2 separate regions of the Mus musculus genome follow, and region 2 is linked to region 1. Evidence: chromatin contacts called from public Hi-C data. All regions are on one chromosome and are shown on one strand. Each heading gives the region's core, a stretch centred on a gene start, on an enhancer-like site or on the middle of the called end of the contact. The rest is flanking DNA. Distances are from core to core; before and after follow the strand shown. Region 1 overlaps Ldlrad3 (low density lipoprotein receptor class A domain containing 3). Region 2 overlaps Trim44 (tripartite motif-containing 44).

Region 1 (3,409 bases), core at 880-3,379:
TTTAGTCATTCTCATAGTAAAAGAGTTTCCAGTGCTACCTGGCCCCACCCCATAACCTGTGCCTACCACTGGGAAAATGGGAGCAGGTTTCCCTCAACCCAGGAACTTCAGAGAAATTGGCAGTGGGTATCCTTCCCCAACTTCTTTTTTATGGTGTGTGTGTATATATGTGTAAGTGTATGTGTGTGTATATATGGATAAGTGTATGTGTGTATATATATAAGTGTATGTGTATATGTGTGTGTATATATATGTATAAGTATGTGTGTGTCTGCACGCATGTACGTGAAGAGCCCAGAGGACAGCCTTGGCTGTTCCTCACCTTACATTTGTGACCACCTTACATTTTTGAGTCAGGGTTTTCCGCTGGCTGGCCTGGGCCTTGGTAGGCCTGGTGAGCAAGCCCCAGGGACCCTCCTTTGTCTCTGCCTCGTCAGCTCAGGATTACAAGCATGCACTACTAACTCTAGCTTCAAACCAAACCAAACCAAACCCCCTTTTATTGATCCTTTGTGAATTTCACATCATGCACCCAGTCCCACTCATCTCCCCTTCCCCCTGTAGCTGACGGCCACCCTTGCAAACTGTCCCTCGACAGAAAAGACTAAATCTCACAGAAGCTGTAGCATGTCACTGTGTCCCACAGTAAACCCCCTTCTCCACACGTCTTTGCTTGCAGATGCTCACTGCAATGAGTCGTTGTTTCTGCTACTCTATGATACTGGAACCTCACTGGGACCCCTCTTGGATATCCTGTTGTTGCCCTGTGTCATGGAGATCCTGTAGTTTTGGATCTGTAGGACCAGCCCCTTCATGCACTCCAGCAGTTCATCAATGGGGAAGATATTGGGGTGGATATCAAAGTCCCACCCTAATATCTGGCCTCAGAGGCATTTGAGCTGGTCACCTTGTCTGCTCTCCTGCTCCCATGCCGCTGTGGCCAGATCACCAGCAAACCCTGTTACAAGGACCAGCTCTAGCCTGCTGCCCAGGTGATGTGCAGGGCCCACTATTCTGAGTATTGCAGATGGTGAGAGGTGTGGCCAGTGACATGGGCGAGGGAGAAAGGTTTCTCTCCTCTTGCCCCTTGCCAATGGCAGCCAGGAGAGCTGGCCCTGCCCCTCACCTGCTGCAGCACTTGGGAGAGCAGTTCCTGCGCCTCACCTGGGCAGCAGGGTAGAGCTGGCCTGGGGCTGAGAGTGTGCCAGAGCTGGCCCTGGGTCACGAGAGCTGGCTGTAGGAAGCCAACTCTAAGATGGCGCCGGGCACCAGGTGTGCCGTTGTCATAAACAACATCAGCGCAGGTCTAAGGGGAGTCTGGCGCCAACCCCTCCCGAGCCGGTACATGCTAATTAGGTGACAGCAGTTCAACCTATCCCAGGAGGACACAAAGCCTTTCCCTGTGCTGGGGTGCATATAAGCAGACCTCCCTGGGTGCCTGGAGTTCCCGTAGCAGCATCGAGGTGTTCCTGCAATAAAGGCTGTTGAGAAGAATCCGACCGTGTTGTGTCTTCCTTGCCGGCCGAGGTGGGAGCGACAGCTGGCCCTGGAGTCATGAGATTGGTAGAACTGGCTGCCTCTAGCTTCTTTTAGTTATGGGTTCTGGAGGCCAGATTCACTTTACCAACTAAGCCATCACCTCAGACAAAGCTCTTTTTCCCATCAGTTTCTAACCTGTTCACCCCAAGGTCAGCTCCTGAGCATAGTGAAAGTTTGAGGTATCCTGCTAAGACTCTGAGACCTTGGATCTAGTCATCTGTGAGGAGGAATAACCTAGAGACAACCTAGGGAAGTAGCTGGCTAATGGCCTCTCAGTCAAGAAGCGGGGCCCAGGGCAGTTTCAGAACTGGCTGGAGGGGAAAGCGTTTAATTGGCTATTTAAGGTGGAAGCGGACTTTTCTTTTTTTTAATGGGAATTCAGATTGCTTCCAAGACTTCATGATGAGGGTAATTGGGAGCTAGGGCCTGGGTGGCCTTTTCAGAACTCTGCTCAATTATGTTATCACTTAAAAAAACATCAAGGGACGAGTGCTATGGGCATGGAGAGCCAGAGTCCCTTCCCACCACTCCCACTGCAGAGCACAGAATGGTGTTAAGCAAACAAAGCAAGAACAAACACCAGGGAAGACAGCACAGGCGTGTAGACTTGAAATGAACTGACCCACTAGAGTCAAAGCTTGCAGGGGGTGGAGTCCCCTCTTCTGCGAAAGGAAGAGCTTTAGCAATCCTGGGATTCCTCTCAGGACAATCTCAGCTGCTCCTGCAAGGAACTTAAATGAATATCGGTGCCTCCCAGAATTCGCTGAGTAAGGGCTGTGCAGAATTACTATTTCTATTGCTTACTGTATCTATTTACCTGGAGTGTTTGGTGGAGGCTGTAAAATTAAATGCTTAGCAGACATTCTTTAAACTCAATGGTCAGTTGGTTTCTGGTCCAGTAATAAGGCTTGCTGAGTTACAATGCAATGGTTTATTGAGCCTTCTGTGACAGCGGCCAGGGCAGAATATGCTAACTCCAGCAGGATTTGAGAGCAGGGTACTTTGATCAGCTGGGAGTATGGCATAATCACCCACAGATAATACTGCAGGGAAAAGGTTCACCCAATAAACTGGGGAGAGAAAAATCTGTCTAGTTAAGTCAATGCAAATAAAATCTCATTAGTAGGTGACGAGAGAACAAATCCCCTCCGGTCCCAACACGGCTCCTCAAAGGGCGCCTCCAGCCAGTTCCTGGAGACAGAGGCTCTGGTGTTAGACTGGCACCATATAAACCCCTTAGCCATTCCCTCAACTTCCTGTCTTGTCCTTCTCTATTGTTCCACATTTTTCTCTCCTTATCTATAAAGTTCTTTTCCAGAAGCAATTAAGCTCCCAGCTCACTCCTTGTTCTATGGCCTAGGAGAAGCAACCCATGTTCCAAACACCGATCAGGAGTGGGGTCTCTAAAATCTTACCCTCTAGTCTTCTACAACCCGAATCTCTTCCAGCATCTGTGCTCTAGCCAGGGATGGCCAAAGGCTGACCTCATGCTTGTTTTTGTTATTTTGTTTTTATAAATAAAGCTTTATTGATACACCATCATACCCATTCACTTGAGAGTTGCCTCTGGTTGCTTTTTCTGCTCCACTGTCCAAGTAGGATAGTCATGATGATGACTTTTTAGACTCACAAAACTCAGAATATGGTTGTCCCACATATGAACTAATTCTGAAAAATTAGTCTAGCCATGCAGAATATTAACAATTATGGCCAGAAGATATAACTACTAGTGTAAAAGAGAGAGAGAGAGAGAGAGAGAGAGAGAGAGAGAGAGAGAGACATCAAGAAATCAAGGAGAATTCAAATGCAACTCATTTCCACTGGCTTTTGCTCCCTTACCCTGTTTGAGACAGAGTGCATCTATGTAGCC
Region 2 (3,331 bases), core at 569-3,068, 420 kb after region 1:
GGGTCTGAGCTCTTGAACTTTAACCTTTCCACCAACTCTATCATTGCTGCCTTCAGTCCACCGGAATCTTTGCTCTAGAAGAAAAAAAGTCAGAGTTACTAGGTAGAATATGATTGATCTCTCAAACACAGTATTTCAGGGGACAGAGAGGACAGTGACACAGAAAGCAAGTCTATCTTATCAGATGAGAGGACCAAACAACTAAGGAAGGCATGCAGCCCCATTCCCCTTCTCCATGGACAAGGAGTCAAAGTACAAATGGTTGGAACGAAAACTAAACACAATTTGTGGCTGGATGTGGTAGCACTTTCCTTTAATCCCAGTACCCAGGAGAAAACTAGCCTAGATTACATAGTGAATTCCAAGCCAGCCAGGCTATAGAAGGAAGGGAGGGAGGGCAGGAGGGGGTGGGGGGTGGGGGAGAGGCAGGCGAGGGAGGGAGGGAGTGAAAATTAAATAAACACAATTTGCTCAGGATGATTTCACTGCTTCATCTCAGACTCAACTATGTCAAGGCCCTGCAAAAGAATTTCTATCTTATGGACTACTGATTTTTATTTTGAAACTTTATGTATCTGATACAGAAGTATTCATATCAGGTTTAAATTCAAATCAAATTACTATAGTTAAGAAAGCAAATTTTTGAGTCAGACACATGGCTTTGAAGTTGTCACTAATTAGTTAAGTAATCTAGGACAAATTATTAAATTTCTCAAACTCTTCTCTCTTGCCTACAAAACAGGGATAATACACAAAAGTAATTATGAGTAAATGGATATGGGTAAAATGAGGTCATTTGAAATATCTGCAGAAGTATTAGCAGAGTGTACAGCATACAGTAAGTGTTCCAAAATGACACCTGCCTGTCATTTATAGTACAGTGGAACAAAAATGTGATGTGAGCCCCCACAGAGGCAAGCCTCTATATAATCTTAAATTTGAGAGTACAATCCAACAAAAATGTAGTGTGAGCCCCTGCCCCCACCTCCAGGCAAGCCTCTATGTAATCTTAAGTTTTAGAGTAGCTATAATAAGAAAGTAAGACCACCTTTAATAAATTTTGCTTAAATTATTATGTCTAAAATATCAGCAACATGTAATTTCAATATGAGGTCTTACCTATTAAGTCTCTGACCTTTTTCTGCTCTGGCCCATATCTTCTCTTGGAAATCCTTTCTTGCCTAATAAATTATCTCCCCCCCTCACTCACACACACATACACACACACACACACACACACACACACACACGGCACTCAAGGTAGGGGGAGAAGGAGATGGAAGGAGGGAGAAAGACAGAGACAAAGAGAGAGAGTCTTATGATTCCTACCCATCCCCAACTAGGTCTTCGAAATCTAGTTCTTATTCATACAGCCCAATTCAAGCTCGACTAGAGACATTTTCTGTAACATGAAGTGTCATGTTACATGTGGCTAGTGAGCACTGTAAAGGTCAGCACAGAAGGCAGACCTTTCCCATATGGCTTCAAAAGCCAACTCTATCACCAGCTGTGTGATATTAGGCAAGTCATCTTACCTCCTGCACCTCTACTTCTTTCTCTATAAAATGGAGCTAGCCATAATAGTACCTGTTGCTGAGAGATAATTACATTCATGTATACCAGGATAGTTAGAACAGGACCTAGCACTGGATAAAAAGAATGAAATATGTATTTAATTACTGTTTTTTCTGATTTGGGATGTTTTGAGTTCCTTAAAGGCTAGAACTATTGTTTAATGTCTGTATCTCTTATACCCTGTTTCAAGAAGGTGTTGCTTTCCCGGGGCTAGAATAACGGCTCAGCAGACAAAGTGCTGCCACTCTGTGGTTGCAAGCCCAGTGATCTGAGCTCAGTTCCTGGAACCCACACAAAGGTGGAAACAGAGAACTGATTTCACAAATTTGTTCTCTGACCTTCACACATGCACGGTGGCATGCATGCCTTCAAATATTTTTAGGTCATTAAGGTAGTGTTTAAAACAAAGGTGTGAAATGTCCATTGAAAGAAATGAATAACTGAATATAAAATCTTAAGAAAAATGTTCTTATTGTAATACATGCATGTAGCAAAATCTCAAGTCACAAGAACTAATTTATTTTCTTATCTCAGAAATTCTATGAAATAGGACAAGACCACTTATTGTTCAGTAAGGAAACAAGCATAAAGACAATTATTGTTATTTTTTTATGGGAGAAGGGTCAATTAAGGTCAATTATTTCTGTAATATGTAATAAACATATTACAGAAATCACTTACTCAAGATCAGCTACAAAGTCAATTCAATCCCTCCCAAACAGGAAATCCTTTGGAAGATCCATTCCATAAATTAGAATACACTAATGGCTCTTCTCCCACTAACTGCCTTCCCCTCCCAAGACTACAAGCAGAAGGTCTAAGGTCATGTGACCATGCCCAGCATTTGCTTTAGATGTGCTCTTTGAACACAACTCAGATCACATTTCCATTCTAGCCATGGTTGTAAAGTTTGGTAATTTCTATTTTTTAAACTAGCTTCTCTACTCGTTTAAGCTTTTAATCTCTATGGTCTTGCAACTGACAGTTGGGAACAGAAATTTAGAAGTCATATACCAGGGAGGGTGAAACCTTAGTACTTAAAAAAGGCTTAGGTTGCCAGATACAATCCTGCTTTTTATAAGATAATCAGACAAAAAAAGCCTGTCTGGTGATATCATTCCTCTAACCTATTTTCATTGGCTGAACAAGCAGGTCACTTGTCCCTGGAAAGCTTTCCCCAGCATCTCTCTCTCTCTCTCTCCCTCTCTCCCTCTCTCTCTCTCTTTCCAGCTGCTGGCACCCATTTTAAGCTATTCAGCAAGAACACTAATGGATTATGACTTTACCCCTGGCTGTAGAAAAAAGAAAGGAATGCACCAAACCATGTCTTGCCGCCTTGTCTTGTCTTTCCTTCAGAAAACGAAGAATGAAGGAATCCCTAAGCAGATGACAGACTGAAGGCAGCTGTACCTTGCTAGTTTAGAGATGAGGAAACCCTTTGTCTTTTCCTAAAAATGCATTTCACCACCAGAATCCTTCCTCCTGCCCACAAAGCATCAAAAGCATGGCCTCCCCAGGGGACACACAGAGCAGCATCTGAGAGCCTTCCTTCAGGAAATCCTACATTCTACATTTCCAGCCAATTCAAGAGTTATTTTCAAACATTCATTGGGCTTTACATTGAGCCTGCTATGTTCAGCCTCAAAACAAGTATGAAGAATAGCTTCCCTAATACAACCACCCCCAAATAGAAATGAAAATGAAAGTCTCTTAGAGCAAACCTGTCTCTAACAAGTTCTAGAATTGATGCAAAACT

What was found. Hi-C and Micro-C count contacts between places; a contact is called where the count stands out from the background.
Region 2: a contact with region 1 is called in a Hi-C map of liver, with 2.8 times the contacts expected there. The contact joins two enhancer-like sites. A contact is called at or near these places in 3 of 484 Hi-C or Micro-C datasets (cerebral cortex and liver), 1 of 115 datasets of contacts at active chromatin or transcription factors (embryonic hindbrain) and 1 of 9 other capture datasets (embryonic stem cells).

What each region holds. Positions count from the first base shown.
Region 1 is chr2:101,963,717-101,967,125 of GRCm38.p6, forward strand. The region is part of intron 4 of Ldlrad3 (low density lipoprotein receptor class A domain containing 3); the gene reads right to left. Among named protein-coding and RNA genes, the nearest start is that of Gm39888, 27 kb to the right of the region's middle. Within about 2 kb of position 2,130, at least 15 of the 459 cell types and tissues checked have an H3K27ac peak or open chromatin away from gene starts, as enhancers often do. A contact at or near this core is called in liver, where this site is marked.
Region 2 is chr2:102,380,868-102,384,198 of GRCm38.p6, forward strand. Trim44 (tripartite motif-containing 44) reads right to left here. Exons shown (of 5, transcript NM_020267.2): 2 at 1-74. Among named protein-coding and RNA genes, the nearest start is that of Gm52521, 16 kb to the left of the region's middle. Within about 2 kb of position 1,819, at least 24 of the 459 cell types and tissues checked have an H3K27ac peak or open chromatin away from gene starts, as enhancers often do. A contact at or near this core is called in liver, where this site is marked.